Linked DNA regions of Capsicum annuum: region 1 is linked to region 2. A link is a contact called in public Hi-C data. All regions are on one chromosome and are shown on one strand. The core of a region is the stretch at or near the end of the contact, and the rest is flanking DNA. Distances in the headings are between cores, read along the strand shown. Region 1 holds the start of LOC107850833. Region 2 has its middle 20 kb from the start of LOC107849583.

The links. Hi-C and Micro-C count contacts between places; a contact is called where the count stands out from the background.
Region 1: a contact with region 2 is called in a Hi-C map of pericarp, with 3 times the contacts expected there. The contact joins the promoter of LOC107850833 here to the enhancer-like site in region 2. A contact is called at or near these places in 3 of 5 Hi-C or Micro-C datasets (bud, pericarp and placenta).

What each region holds. Positions count from the first base shown.
Region 1 is chr12:83,517,793-83,525,093 of UCD10Xv1.1, reverse strand. LOC107850833 reads right to left here and starts at 2,809. Exons shown (of 4, transcript XM_016695616.2): 1 at 2,409-2,809; 2 at 1,846-2,046. The coding sequence starts at 2,420.
Region 2 is chr12:83,474,027-83,480,909 of UCD10Xv1.1, reverse strand. No RefSeq gene overlaps it. Among protein-coding and RNA genes, the nearest start is that of LOC107849583, 20 kb to the right of the region's middle. Within about 2 kb of position 5,584, at least 5 of the 5 cell types and tissues checked have an H3K27ac peak or open chromatin away from gene starts, as enhancers often do. A contact at or near this core is called in bud and pericarp, where this site is marked.

The sequences.
Region 1 (7,301 bases), core at 1,560-4,059, 47 kb before region 2:
TATCCTCAAAATTTTTATTAATGACCTAAAACTAACATGTCAAATCAACTTTTCTAATATATAAAAAAACATGCTCAAACCCAACCCTCTCTAGATCTAATTGTCTATGGTGTCGTATTTTATCAATTTTAATTTTCTTTGTTAAGGCATTCATCTACTCTTCAAGGTCGCCTCTTTAATTTTTGTAGAGTTAACTATTCTATTTTAAATTTTAAAGTTTAGTTTTGTGGATGTTAGATATGTGATGTGGATAACTTCTAAAGTTATGCAACTTAAACATGCTAAAACATTAAAATAATGCTGAAAAATATTAAAAGATTTATATACATTTATCTTGCGAGAACTAAGACAAATTCATTAATTTCTAATGTTCATTTAAAATAGTTATCTCATGTCTCCGTTATTTTATCCTTACCAATTTATCAATAATTAGTTAAAAATTAATAAATCAAACCAAACCAAACTTAAATCGACAAGAAACAAACCAATGATTTTTATTTTATAAGATTTGATTTGGTTATTTTTAAAAATTAATTAAAATAATTTAATTTTAATTTTAATTTTAATTAAAAATTAATTCAAATCTATCATGAACACCCTTAGTTATTGCCTCAGAAACTCTTAAATAATATTGACGGAAGGAAGTGTTTTCCTTGTTTGATGTTTAAAATCTAAGACTGTCAATAATACTCGAAAAAGCTTTGATAAAATTCAATCAAGTGTGGAAATAATGAAAGGTTTATTTCCCACAAACAAACTACACAAAGATACTCTATATCAGGTGACTCGTTATTTATTTTATTAAGTGTAAAAATAAATACGCACCAACAGAAATCTAAGATATCAAGCGACTCTGGAAATTTGCTTCAAGCCCTTGGCTCCCCACTTCAATTTGTTGGGAAGATCATCATTGCAGAAGCACTTACAATTCGGATTGCATTGGAAAAAGCTCAAGAAAATGGATGGACAAAGGTACAAATTTTATCAGACACAAAAAATGTAGTGGACATGATTATGAAGAGGAGTGTAGCTTCATGAGAGATAGATACCATGTGCGAAGATATATGAAAGCTAATGAGGATATTTGAACAAGTTTCAGTTATATATATTCCTTGATCTTGGAATATGTTAGCGCATAATATGGCTAAATTTTCTCGTACGTTGGTAGACAGATTAGTGTGGATTTCTTTGTTTTCTTTGTTGGATTGTCAAAGATACTTCTACATCTCTTAATTCTTTAAATTCGGCTTTGCATTAATAAAATAAGAATTTTGGTTGAAAAAAAAAAAGGCGGGGCCGCTCAATAAGGGTGTCAATTTCAAACTATCGGGAAATTATACTAGTATGTACATACTTCTTTTTTAAAAAATAACGAGCTATTTTCCTTTCAAAAAAAAAAAGCTAGTTTTCTTTTCAATTCATTTAAAAATAAATAACTTTTTTTTTTAAAAAATAACTTTTCATAGAATATGTTTAAGATTTCAAAATTGAAGGATATTTTGATACATTTGACATATTTTTAATTTAAGATCATAATATTTAAAAGTATTTTTTATTTCTTAAATTTGGTGTCAAGTCAAATTAGATCATTCTTTTTAAAACGGATAGAGTAATCTTTTTATTCTTTTGAATCTTCAGATTATGAGCCTCAAGCTAGTATTTTGTTGAATAAAATTTTTAATTATTGAATTTGTATTACTCGATATTGAGTTTTCAAATATATAAATTTTAAATTGAGGCAGAAAATAACTTAACTCTCGTCAGTGAGGTGCGGAAGTAAGGTGATAAAGAAGAGAAAATCCCCAAGATGCTCCAGTAAAAAGGGAAAAAGAGAGGAAAACTGACCTTTGTGTGAGGGAAAGCAGAAAAGTGAGGTTGCTGGAAATACAGGTGAGGATTTTGTTCTTGTGAAGAATGGCAGCTGTCGCGTATCAACCCAGCTTGTCTGGCGGACTCGAAATACTGGGTGATTGGCATCTCGTTTGCCTTGTCCCACTCTCCAAATACTGGAATCTGCACTCCATTTGATCTTCTACATGAGTACTCCTATAACATATATGTGTATCAGTTACTCCCTCCATCAAAATATTTAAATCGTTAATTAATGACACGCCTGTTAAAGAAAAATATCTTTTGTAAGTTATTTTTCACTATTATCTTGTTAATTATTTTTAAATTACTTTCTTAGAATATGTAAAATTCTTAAAATCCTCATTAAATAAAATGATAAAATTAAAAAAAAAATTTCAACATATCTTGAAGAATAAATAATTTATTTATTTTAAATATTAAAAAATAGCTCAACAAATTCATTTATTTTGAAATAAATAGAGTATCATTTATATCTACATAACCAAATGCTTTCTAGAAATTAATTGCACCATATGCATATAGAGAAGAGGATTTACCATTTCCATCATGTATGTGTTTGGAAGAGCCAATGGAAGATGGGGAGTCAGTAGAGGGAAGTAATTGATATTGTAGTGGTAATTTCTTCTTCTACCTCTTCTCAGCTACAGTACTGAAAGATGGCGTTTAGCTTGAGTGGGTTGGTTGGTTGTATAAGTGGGGGACGGTATGAAGCAACCTATTTAGGTTTCAAATAAGTTAGGTACTCCTGTTATTTCATAATAATTCACATAAATTAACTTTATTAATTATATTTTTAAAATAGAATATAAATTTAAATATAGTTATTTTATATAGTTATTTAATAATTAAAATAATATAATAATTTTCTTCAATTTTATAAATAAAATAAATAAATTAAAATAATTTTTTTAAAAACAGAAATGCCAACTAAAACAAAACAAAACGAAAGAAATAGTAATATAGTCTACATTTTTAAAGGTCAAGCAAAGGTTTCCACCTTTACGAAAATTAATGGAAACACCCTCTACCAAACGTTGCACTTTTCAATATAAGTATTAATTAAAATAAGACTTGAAATCACTTTCACTTTTTCATAATACAAAAAATTTATTATTTTTATTTTAAATTATACACAAAAAGTTAAAGACATACTTAAATTATTAATATGACTTATTACACATCTATATAATATAAAAGTGAATTTATTTACTTCTCGCAATGAACATGTCGAGGTCCGTTTCTTACACTCATGAAAAGCACGTCCAATCTCTTAAAACTTAAAAATAAACGGTAAAAAATATTAAAAAATTAATAAATTGAAGCTCCCAACGAATATTTTGATCAAAAAAAAATCATGAAAGTCAATTTGGAATTTCCAAACTCAAGAACCCTAATTCCTAAATTGGTTATCAAACATCAAAACTCAAACTCGTTTCTTTAAAAAATTGATAACTAAACCCTTTTAATCGTTTGAATTCTTACTATATTGCGAGAAAGTATAGGTCTTTTCTCTTCTTTTTTTTTTTTTTTTTTAATTTTGATAACTGTTTCTTCCCTCAAATGTTTCATCAAATTTGAATTAATTTTTTCACGATCGAACAATCGTATTATTTTTCTTAATCGAGGTACTTTAATAATGGTTAAGATAAGCTTGAGTAGACTTTGTAAGTAAGAAGAAGATCATGAGTTGAAAAAGGTTCGCTATAAATATGGAAATCTTTTGTCTTTGATGACTTTATGAGCCTTAAAAAATTTGGGTAGAAGATATTGGAGTTGTCCTTACCATGGGGTGAGTGAATTTTTATTGAATTTTTATTCAAACATTGATCTTGATAGTGTATACGAATTTAATTGCTTTCATTGTAGAATGTTAGATCATGCTATTTTTGGCTTTGAAAGAATGTCTATATTGATTCAAGGTTCAAATTTGTTATTTCTAAACTGTTGGAAAGAATTGAAGAGTTTGAGGAAAGAGTTGAACCTTCTACAAAATGTACAATTCATGAACAAAAAATAATTGATGACGAGATTACTAGGACAACTAAATTTGTGAAAAGCAAAATAGACATGAACAAAATAAAGTTTCAACTGAATAATTTCGAGGATGATTTGAGGATGGTGAAGACAAATGAGAAGAAATAGAAGATCAAGTTGGCTAAGTCCAAGAGAAAGGAGGAACACCTTTGGACTACTCTCATTTGTGTATGTATTTTTGGTGTTAGTATTTTGTTTTAATTTATGTACTAGAAAGGAAATTCAAGAAGGTTGTCATAAACTGTTAATGTCCTTGTTTTTGTTATGCTGTGAGGGGTTGAAATTGTAAACTTTGTAATGAACTTTGATAGTTTACTGTAATGAAATGGTAAGGTTTTCTTAGGTTGATTAATGTGAATTTTTGTGGTGCATAAACTGCACATTTTGTATACAGCATCACAAAATTAAAGAATAAACAATCAATCATTTACACCAGATATTAATAAATATAGTCATAGTTGCATAAGCACAACCAAACATTTCAGCATCAATAAAAGGGGCAATCACAACTGCATAATCATTAATAAAAAATGAGTGCATTTATATTTTATTTTCAAATACATTTACAAAAAAACATAATTGTTAAAAATATTACAGTTACAAAACGTAGTCAAAGCTGTCAAAATTATAATTAATAAATTATTTTAAAAAGCAGACAAAACTATCAAAATTATAACCAACAAATTATTTGAAAAGCAAATACAGCTGCCAACATCAGTGAACTATCAAAATATTATCTTAAATGCAGTCACAATTATCAATATTTATACCAAACTAACATTATATGTCAACAACTTATAGAGATTGAACACTAGAGCTTTCTTGATTGAAGTATACAACGTAGGATCTTGTCTTCATTTAATTTTTCCTCTCATTTTTTGTAGTTGTCTGAAGGTCATAACTTCATTTTCTCTCATTTTACATTAATTTTTGATGTATATTTTAAGTTGTTAGTCACAACTGTTGAAGATTTAACACTTATGGATCTCTCACTAGACATTTCAGATTGCTCAAATGAAGAAAGTGTTAATATTTATAGCAATTGTAATAAATGAAATTTAGTTAGTAAATGAAATTTAAATAGCAAAACTTACCTTAAGAATTGTGCATCCACTTTGTGTGTGAACTAGTCCCATTTCAAAATTCTTGATCTGCGAGTGCCAGCATCCTAAAAAGAAAGAAAGAAAGATATTAAGTAGAAGTTATTTATAACTAGTTTACAACACAAACATTAAGCAAAATATTTTTGTGTAAAATTATTTAATTTATCCTTTCCTCTTTCAGTTATACCTATTTCTTTTTCAACAGTAGGTGTTGCAACAAATAATGAATTTAAATCTACACTTAGATATGTATTTGGATCTGCACCAGTTGATGAGGGCCAGAATTTATATTAGTATCAACAACAGCTACACCTCTTGAACATTTTCTTTTATTGTGATCCTTGTTATGGCCTTTCTTGAATAATTTCTTTATTTTCTTTTTGATTTTACCTTATTATTTTTTTTATTCTTGTCAGGCCTACCTGACATCTTCCTAGCAAAAGGTGGCATAACGAAGATGTTCTATGATTCTGACAATATATTAATATTCAAAATTAATTGAATAGTTGTATATGTTCATGTAAGTTTCTGTATTATACTAGTGAGAGATGCAGTTAACTGGTTCTAATTTTTTGTGGTGAAGAACAACTATTGTATGAGGGTAGGGTATGCCCTTCAACATTCATTCTCTACAGCTACGATATTGTCTAGAAAAATTCACAATATGTCTCTATTCTTTATCAAGCACCTAATACTCTGTATCAGAATTTCATTCTATGTTGCACTTCATAGACTTTGTTGTATTATCATTTGCTACTTTCATAGCCAATGGAGAAATGTAATTGATTTAAGTTTTACAAAAATTCCTCATCTGTCCTACTCTTTTTCTTATTTTCACCCTTATCTCTTCTAACATTGTAATTATTGTCTTCTGCCTTGCTCCTTTCAGGCATTAAAATATTTTGTCATGTTGTTGTCAACTATATCACACTTTATGCCAAATCTAAAGTAAATCTTTCTCCATTTCTCGTGAAATACATCAACTTATTCAATATCTTTTTTCCACCCAACATCTTCATATAGTTAATGTTGTCCCTCAACTCATCCTCAAAGGTAGATTTTGCATACTCCAAAAATATTTTTTCTTCTCAATATCTTTACATAGAGAATTTTTTTATCAGTTTGTAAAGACATGTCAGACACACATTTTATGCTCAACATTTGATAGATATTTAGTTACAATAATTTTTAATTCCTGAAACAAACAATATAAACAATTAACATAACTATATAAGTTGATAAAATATATAGTTGTATAAAGTGAAAAAAAAAATTATCTTTTGGATGTTTGTTATCACTGTCAAATCTGTAACATCTTCCAGTTGAAGATTTTTTTTTTACAATCCTGATAAACCAACTTCAAGTGGACTTATATTCAATCTCAATCGTTGCCCATGTCAGTGGCAACATTTGATTGTTTTCATCTTTAGACACAACAGCTAGTAACTATTATTTGAGAAAATGGTTAAAAATTCTTCCAATCTTTACCCCAAATTTCAACTACACACCTGTACTTTGTGGGGTCCTATAACCAATTCGAACTATTTTAAAGTAGAATTATTACACTCCCGAAAGCTGACATGACAAGGGAGTGTGTTTTACTATCTTTAAAGAGAGTGAGAACGGAAATTATTTATCAAAAATTTACTTCTACTATTTTTTTATTTTTATTTATTTTCTTTATTCATTTTTAATTATTATTTTTCTTTATTTGTTTTCTTTCTTCTTCTTCATCATCTTCATCTTCTTCTTCTTCTTTCTCACAAATAAAAAACTTCAAGAACTCATCAATGGCATCCAAGACTAATTTATCATCTTCCTCATCTCCAAGCACAAAATCGATTCATTCCAACTTTAAGATCATCAGAAATTTCAAAATGGGTATTGTTCATTGTTTCCAACTTCAAGGTTGTCGAAAATTTCAAAATTGATATTGTCCATTATTTCCGACTTCTAGGTTGTCGTAAATTTTAAAATGAGTATTGTCCATTGTTTCCGACTTCAAGGTCGTTGAAAATTTTAAAATTCTTTATTGTGTTCGACTTTAAGGTCATCAAAAATTTTAAATTTGATATTGTTCATTGTTTTCGGCTTTAAGGTCGTCGAAAATTTTGAAATAGGTATTGTTCATTGTTTTCGGATTTAAGATTGTCGAAAATTTAAAAATTGATGTTGTTTATTATTTTCCACTTCAAGATTGTCGGAAATTTTAAATTTGATGTTGTTTATTATTTTTGACTTCAAGATCGACGGAAATTTCAAAAATCGATATTATCCATTATTTTCGTCTTC
Region 2 (6,883 bases), core at 4,335-6,834:
GTATCAGTTACAAGATAATCTCAGCCATGTCACGATCGGTAGTACTCTCAGTCAGTTACAGGACTCAGAAAAAACTCAGTAGACTCAGTACTAGTCCAGTCTAGTTCAGTATTTGGTTCAACCCACAGTAAACTCATTGAGTGGTATTCCGTCAATTAACAGAACTCAGTAAATTTAGTAATAGTTCAGTACAACCTAGTATAGACTAGAAATCAACTTTGTATTTATTTAGTTAGGAGTAGGATTCAGCACCGAATGAACCCAGGGATGGGGGCATTCCTACCAGCAGAGGGTTTGACCCTTAGTAGCAATCCCTGCGTTACAGAACTACGTAGCTAGCGTAAGTTGAGATATCTCTCTGCTAGATATTATGAGGGTTGATACATCTCATTTGAGTTTTCCTGCCAGCGAGAGTTGACGAAAGAACTTTCGGCCAGATAGGGTTAACTCACAGCTTGTCTCTACCCGTGGCACGGTATTGAAACCTTTTCAACTGGGATTACAGGTTGGACCCAATCTATTTAGAAAGGGGTATATCAGTTAGATGATTACCTCCCACAGTCTTAATTTCAGATTCAGTCTCTTTATAGAACTCAGTTTAGTTCTACAGATTTAAGACTGTCAGTTACAGTTACTCAACTCAGTACGAAACTCAGTATAGTTTCACAGAATCAAGACTGTCAGATACAGTGATTCAGTTATCAGTAATACAGTATCAGTAAACTCAGATATTAGTAAATCAGTATTCGAACTCAGTATTCAGTGATATCACGATCTCAGTTACAGTCTACATATTCATGCATGTACTCTCATCCAGTCATACTCATGTTATTCAGTTAGTATTGTTCATGCATATGAACCCATGCATTTCAGCCTACCTCACTGAGCATATCAATACATTCAAAGTACTAACGCATGTTTTTCTTTTACGCTATGATGTTTTATATCATAGGTTCAGATGCACAGACTCAGAGTACCCTTAGCAGATCAGATTCTCAGCAAGCAGAGTTAGTGGCGAGTCCTCATAGTTTGAGGATATGATTTTTTTTTCAGTATTTCAGCTCATTTTCAGTAGTCGGAGTTAGTTGGGGGCTTGTCCCATCAACTCCACAGTTCAGACAGTTTAGAGGCTTTTCAAACTAGAGTATTTTTAGACAGTTGTTCAGTTTTCAGTATAGATGTTTAGTTTTGGTATTTTGATACCATATTCAGTATTTATTTCATATTTGAACCTTATGACAAATTTTTGCCTACTCCGCAAAGTTACTGTATTATTGTTCTGTTACTGCAACAGGTACCAGACATGGGTTGACTTGTGATCCTTCGAGATTATAAGCACCATGTATCATCCGGAGTACAGAGTCAGGGCGTTACAATAAATTAAATAAAATACATTAATTTTGAAGATAAATTAAAGATGGTAACTCAAAAATCCTAGCTCGAATTTAGGAACGAAAATAGAGATGGGACTAACCTTTTAATTGAAAATCCTAGCTCAAATCAGTAGCCTAACTTGTAACCCCTAGCTTGAAATTAACTAAACTCAACTCGTAACAATTGAACTCAACTTGAAACGAAAACAGGGATATGATTTTTAATTGTGAACAATGAAAAATATAGAAAATTTGTTTTTGATCGATTCTATTGGATTCAAATTTGCTACTTAACTTGAAACGAAAAATAAAAAAAAGGTGTTGTATTTTGCGTTTGTCAATCATCGATGCTTTTCAAAATGAATTTGTCGATTCACATTCTACCTGAATGGATCGGATTAGGTGTAATGATTTGGATTGGGTGGGGTTAAGGTGTAGTAATTTGGGTTGGGGCGGGTTAGGATGTAATATTTTGGGTTGGATCGAATTAGGGTCAAATATTATGAATATGGGTCGGATTAGGGTTATAGAATAAAATTTTGCTATCGAATTAAATACGTGGCATCACCAAAGGCGAGTGTACTCCACTACACTTATTAGATATTTGGACATGGGTGTCGCGAGAGTAAATAAATTCACTTTTAGATTGTATAGATGTGTGATAGGTCACATTAATAGTTCAAGTGTGCCTTCAACTTTTCTTGTATAGTTTAAGATGACAATGATGACTTTTTTCTTTCATAATAAGTGAATTGCTGAGAGAATGCACATCTATTAAAAAAATTAGCATATCAATTATATATAATTTTATTTTTGTTCTTTTGTGAAACTACCCTTGAAAATTTAAAACACTGATCATGATAACTACTTTCAAAAAAATAATTTAAAACAATAAGTAAATAATAGTAAGAGCAATTCAAGAAAAAAAATTCAAAACAATAAATAAATAGTAGGAACAATTAAGTTTCTTGAACTCATCACATATGATATCCAAATGAAGGATAAAAATGAAAGAAAATTTCAACATTACTTTAAAGAAACAATTAAGTTAATTTAAACATTAAAAAAGACAAAATAATTTATTAGACCCTTGTACTTATTCGAGTTTGTAATGTGAACACTTCTATGTAGATCTTTATCATCTGAACCCTTTAATCCATCAAAACACAATATTTTAAGTTCTTATTTGACTTGGTTGTTGAGCTATAGCGCAAATGCTGACACGTAATTAAAAGTTAAACTCCTAAAACTCACTTAGGAAATAACGTGGAAACAAGTTAAAACCCTAAAAAAACTTCTCATTTTTTCATTCTTTTTTTTTTTATGTAGACACCCTACTTACACTTTTTTTTTTGGTTTCCCCTTAATTCTGTAATTGTTCTTGTTATAGTTATTCGATTTTCAAGCTATCTATGTAAGTTTATCAACGTATTGTCCTAATTATTTCATGTTCTAAAATTGTATCATTTTTTTTATTTTTAGATTTTTGTCGATTAACACTATTTTTGTTGAATTTTGTTGGGGGTTTTGCTTTATTTCATGTTTATTCTTTGTTGGAATTTTAAGTTCATCATAAAGTCCACAATAATAAACATGAACTGTCATGATGAAAAAATTTACAACGACTAAAAATGGGGTTAAATTTGAACTGAAAATGCACTGAAAAGATAGAAGTATAATGCTAGGCAAAAAAAGGTTAATGAAGAGGAAATTTGGAGATAGAAAATCAAAAAGGGCAAAAAAAAAAAAAAAAAGCTTAAATTTGTCCAACAATGATGGTAGAAGCAAATGGGGAAGAAGATGAGTAACATAAACCCTAAAGTGACTGTTAGACCCTATTTACAAGGTCTCGCGCTTTTGTTTCATTTGTATCATAAGCTCTTATATGGTTTATGCCACATGTAATGTCAAGTCAAAAAAAAAAATTAAAATATTATATTTTGCTGAACTAAGTGGTTCAGATAATAAAGATCTAAGTAGATGTATCCACATTATAAATTCGAATAAATATAAAAATTCAATAGATCATTTTGCTAAAATACCTCAATAATTCATTGATTATGAAATAGAGGGAGTACTAAACTATGACATGGATTGTACCTTTCTTTTTCACTATAAAATTTGTGAACAATATTTTTTTGGCAGTACATTTATCATTAACAAATATTAGTTGCTTAATTCTTCACGGTTATTGAAATTGAGCTCATGGACTGCCCCTGGAGTTGTGACTTCTAAGAAAAACAAATACTCTAATACGCAAAATACAAAGTACTTGACTTTCTATGGGTATGTTTGGTACGAGGGAAAATGTTTTCCATGAAAATATTTTCCTGGAAAATAAGTTGATTTCTTTCTTGTTTTCTTATATTTGGTTGGTGAGTGAAAAATATTTTTTTAAAAATAAATTTAAGTATTTAGTTAAAGAGTAAAATATATTTTTTAAGAAATAATTTTTAACCCCGAAAATACTTTTTTTAGGGTGTGTTCGATATGAAGGAGGAATAACGTTTTCTAGAAAAATAAGTTGTTTCTTATTTATAATCTTGTGTTCGTTATGCAAATTGAGTTAGTGTCTGTTTTCTAAAACGTTATTCCTCCTTCATATCGAACACACCCTAAAAAAAGTATTTTCGGGGTTAAAAATTATATTTTTTTTGATGGGGGTGGGGGGTGGGTTTTGGGTAGAGGATGAGGTATGAAAAAAATTTGAAATATTTCTTTTGGATGGGGGTGGGGTGGGGGTAGGGGATTGAGGGGTGGAGTAGAGGTGGGTGATTTTGTGAGTTGTATAAATATTTTAACTTAAGTGTGAGGTTGAAAGAGAATTTTGAAAAATGTTTTTATTACTTTTTGAAGGTAAGTCATTTTTCTTATATTTGAGGAAAATAAATTGATTTCAAAAATATTTTCTAAAACTTTTAAGCCAATCAAATATGAGAAAATTGAAAAATGTTTTATGTTTTCCTTCATACCAAACACACTATGTATTTTCACCATAGATTATATCAATTTGTACCTGCAGTTTCTGGAATATATGGTTCAAAAAAATGGTAAAGGAATCATCTTAAACATTTTTTTAGATAGTTATAGGTACTTCGTAAGTTTCAATTTATATGATAGAAATTTGACTTTTTACTAAATAAGTGAAGCCCAACATCATAGATTGATTTAGAATTTAAAAGTTTCAGACACCAATTGATTTGAAAAATCGCATAACTGCATCTTACATAAGTTACATGAATTTTAAAAAAAAAACAAAGTATAACTTATCTTCGTTAGGTGAACATGGAAGAGCCTGGGTCATAAAATTAGTATTAAAAAGTACACTAGCTAGGCTTGAACGCGCATCCATGCGCAACAAAATCCAACTTATCACCAATGGCACTTTACACCCAATTGTTTTTCTAGATGTCGAGACTATATTCTATACATTTTCTCTTATATATATACATATATATACGAAGTTTTAACTGAGATGTCAGATGTTTTGGCACCCTGAACCATATATATAGATCCATCTCTGCCCAATATAGATAAAATATTGATAGTGTTATTAAATATTTGTTAAATAAGAAAATACGTTATTCTTTTTAAAACTAACAATAAAAAAATTGTATCATATAAATTGAATCGAAAAGATTATTAACTAGCTAATAAATCTGCGTATATCATTCAAAATTTTGTAAACCATTTAGATTTTAGCACTCACTAACGGAAAAAAGAGGAGCAACCAAATTGGAGAAAATTAAAGCAGCAGTAGTACAGTTAATTGAGAATTCCTAACAAAACTTATACTTCTACTATAGAGTATGTTGTGAAAAGTGATTACTAATATGGAGACAACCAAAATATGTTGTGGTGTAGTGGTGAAACTACTTCACCCTTAATTAGAGATTTTAAATTTGAGTTTTGGGTATGAAGAAAATTCAATTGATAGCATCATTCTCAAAATGGACTTTGCAATGATGATTTGAATTAATTGAGCCTTCACTATGGATATCAAATACCATGTGAAAAATAAAACAATTAAAAAAAAATCTGAAAAGACAAAGTTAAGAAAAGAGAAAGGAAAAAACAGAAAAAAATGACAAAAGGACTAGTCTATTGTCAAAGTAGCGATGCTGAAAAGTAACTTTCGTTGACCATATATCTCCGCGGTGCACGCATTCCGGAGATGATTTGATCTCATCTGATCAGCCTCTTTCTTCTTTTCAACACAAGTTTTAGCTTCACTCAAACCCAAGGCATCCCCAAGGTTGCGCCTAAAGCTGCTGAAAGCCTTTGTTGACCCAAAACAACTTTTTTGACAATATTATAACTTTCACTCTTTCCATATGCCCACTCACTAATTATACTTTTAGATGATCGATCCATGGTACAATTGATTGCACATTTTTCTGATTCACACCTTCAAGGCTTCAACCTATGGAATGTTTGGTATCCAAAGAAATGTTTTTCCAAAAAAAAAAAAAAAATACAATTTCTCCGCAAATAGGAAAATAAGAAACACTATCTTCTTTAATTTGAAAGTAACAAGAAGATAAAATTCACTAGGTGTGAACAGGCAATCGCAGCTATGGGTGTCAAGTGGGCCGGCCCGATCCGGCCCGACCCAACCCAGCACTCGTAATTAATTCAGCCCGCTAAGCCCTAGGGCTTTAGGGTTTCGGGTCCCGGGCCGGTTATTTTTTAAAATGGGTCCAGCTAACCCGGCCCGGATCAAGCCCGGTCCAGGCCCGCCGGCCGGTCCGAATAAATTTTAAAAAAAAATGAGATTTTGGCTTTTGGGCCAAACTAGCCGTTGGTCCAACGGCTATATAGCCGTTGGTCCAACGGCTATATAGCCATTGGTCCAACGGCTATATAGCTGTTTTTGGGTCCAAACGGCTAATTTGGGCCCATTTATTAAAAAAACTTTAATAAATATTTTTAATCCCAAAAAAAAATTTATAAATATCCTACAACTTCAAATCATTTTTCACATAATTTTTCACTCTCTCAAATCTTATTCTCTCTCAAATCTCAATTCTCAATTCTCAAATATTCAATATATTTAATTTGTTAAAGTGTTCACTTTAATTTTTTAATTTTTCGTTTACAAAGTGCGAGCGGAAGTTTCTAAAGTCGCAATCTTCGGATACTTCCAAAATTTGGTATTGTCGTTCCATCTCTTACGTTTAATTTTTATTTATTGTATTAATTGTTTAATATTTAATTTTATTATATTTGTGTATTTTGAATATTTTTAATTTAATTTAATTTATATTATGGATAAATTAAGAAATCTCGCTACTAAAGGTGTTAAAAATTTTTGTCCCGGAAGCGGTAGTGGTAGTAAAAAGCGAATTACTAGCGGTAGAGGTAGTTCAAGTAGTAGATATACCCGTGTGCCTTCGCCTCCGGAACCAATTGGTACACCTTTTGAGGAAGAAATAGGTGTAGGTGCTCACGATATGGATTATGTAGAAGCTCAGAAAAATTACGGTATAGAAGAAGAAAATGAAGTTGAT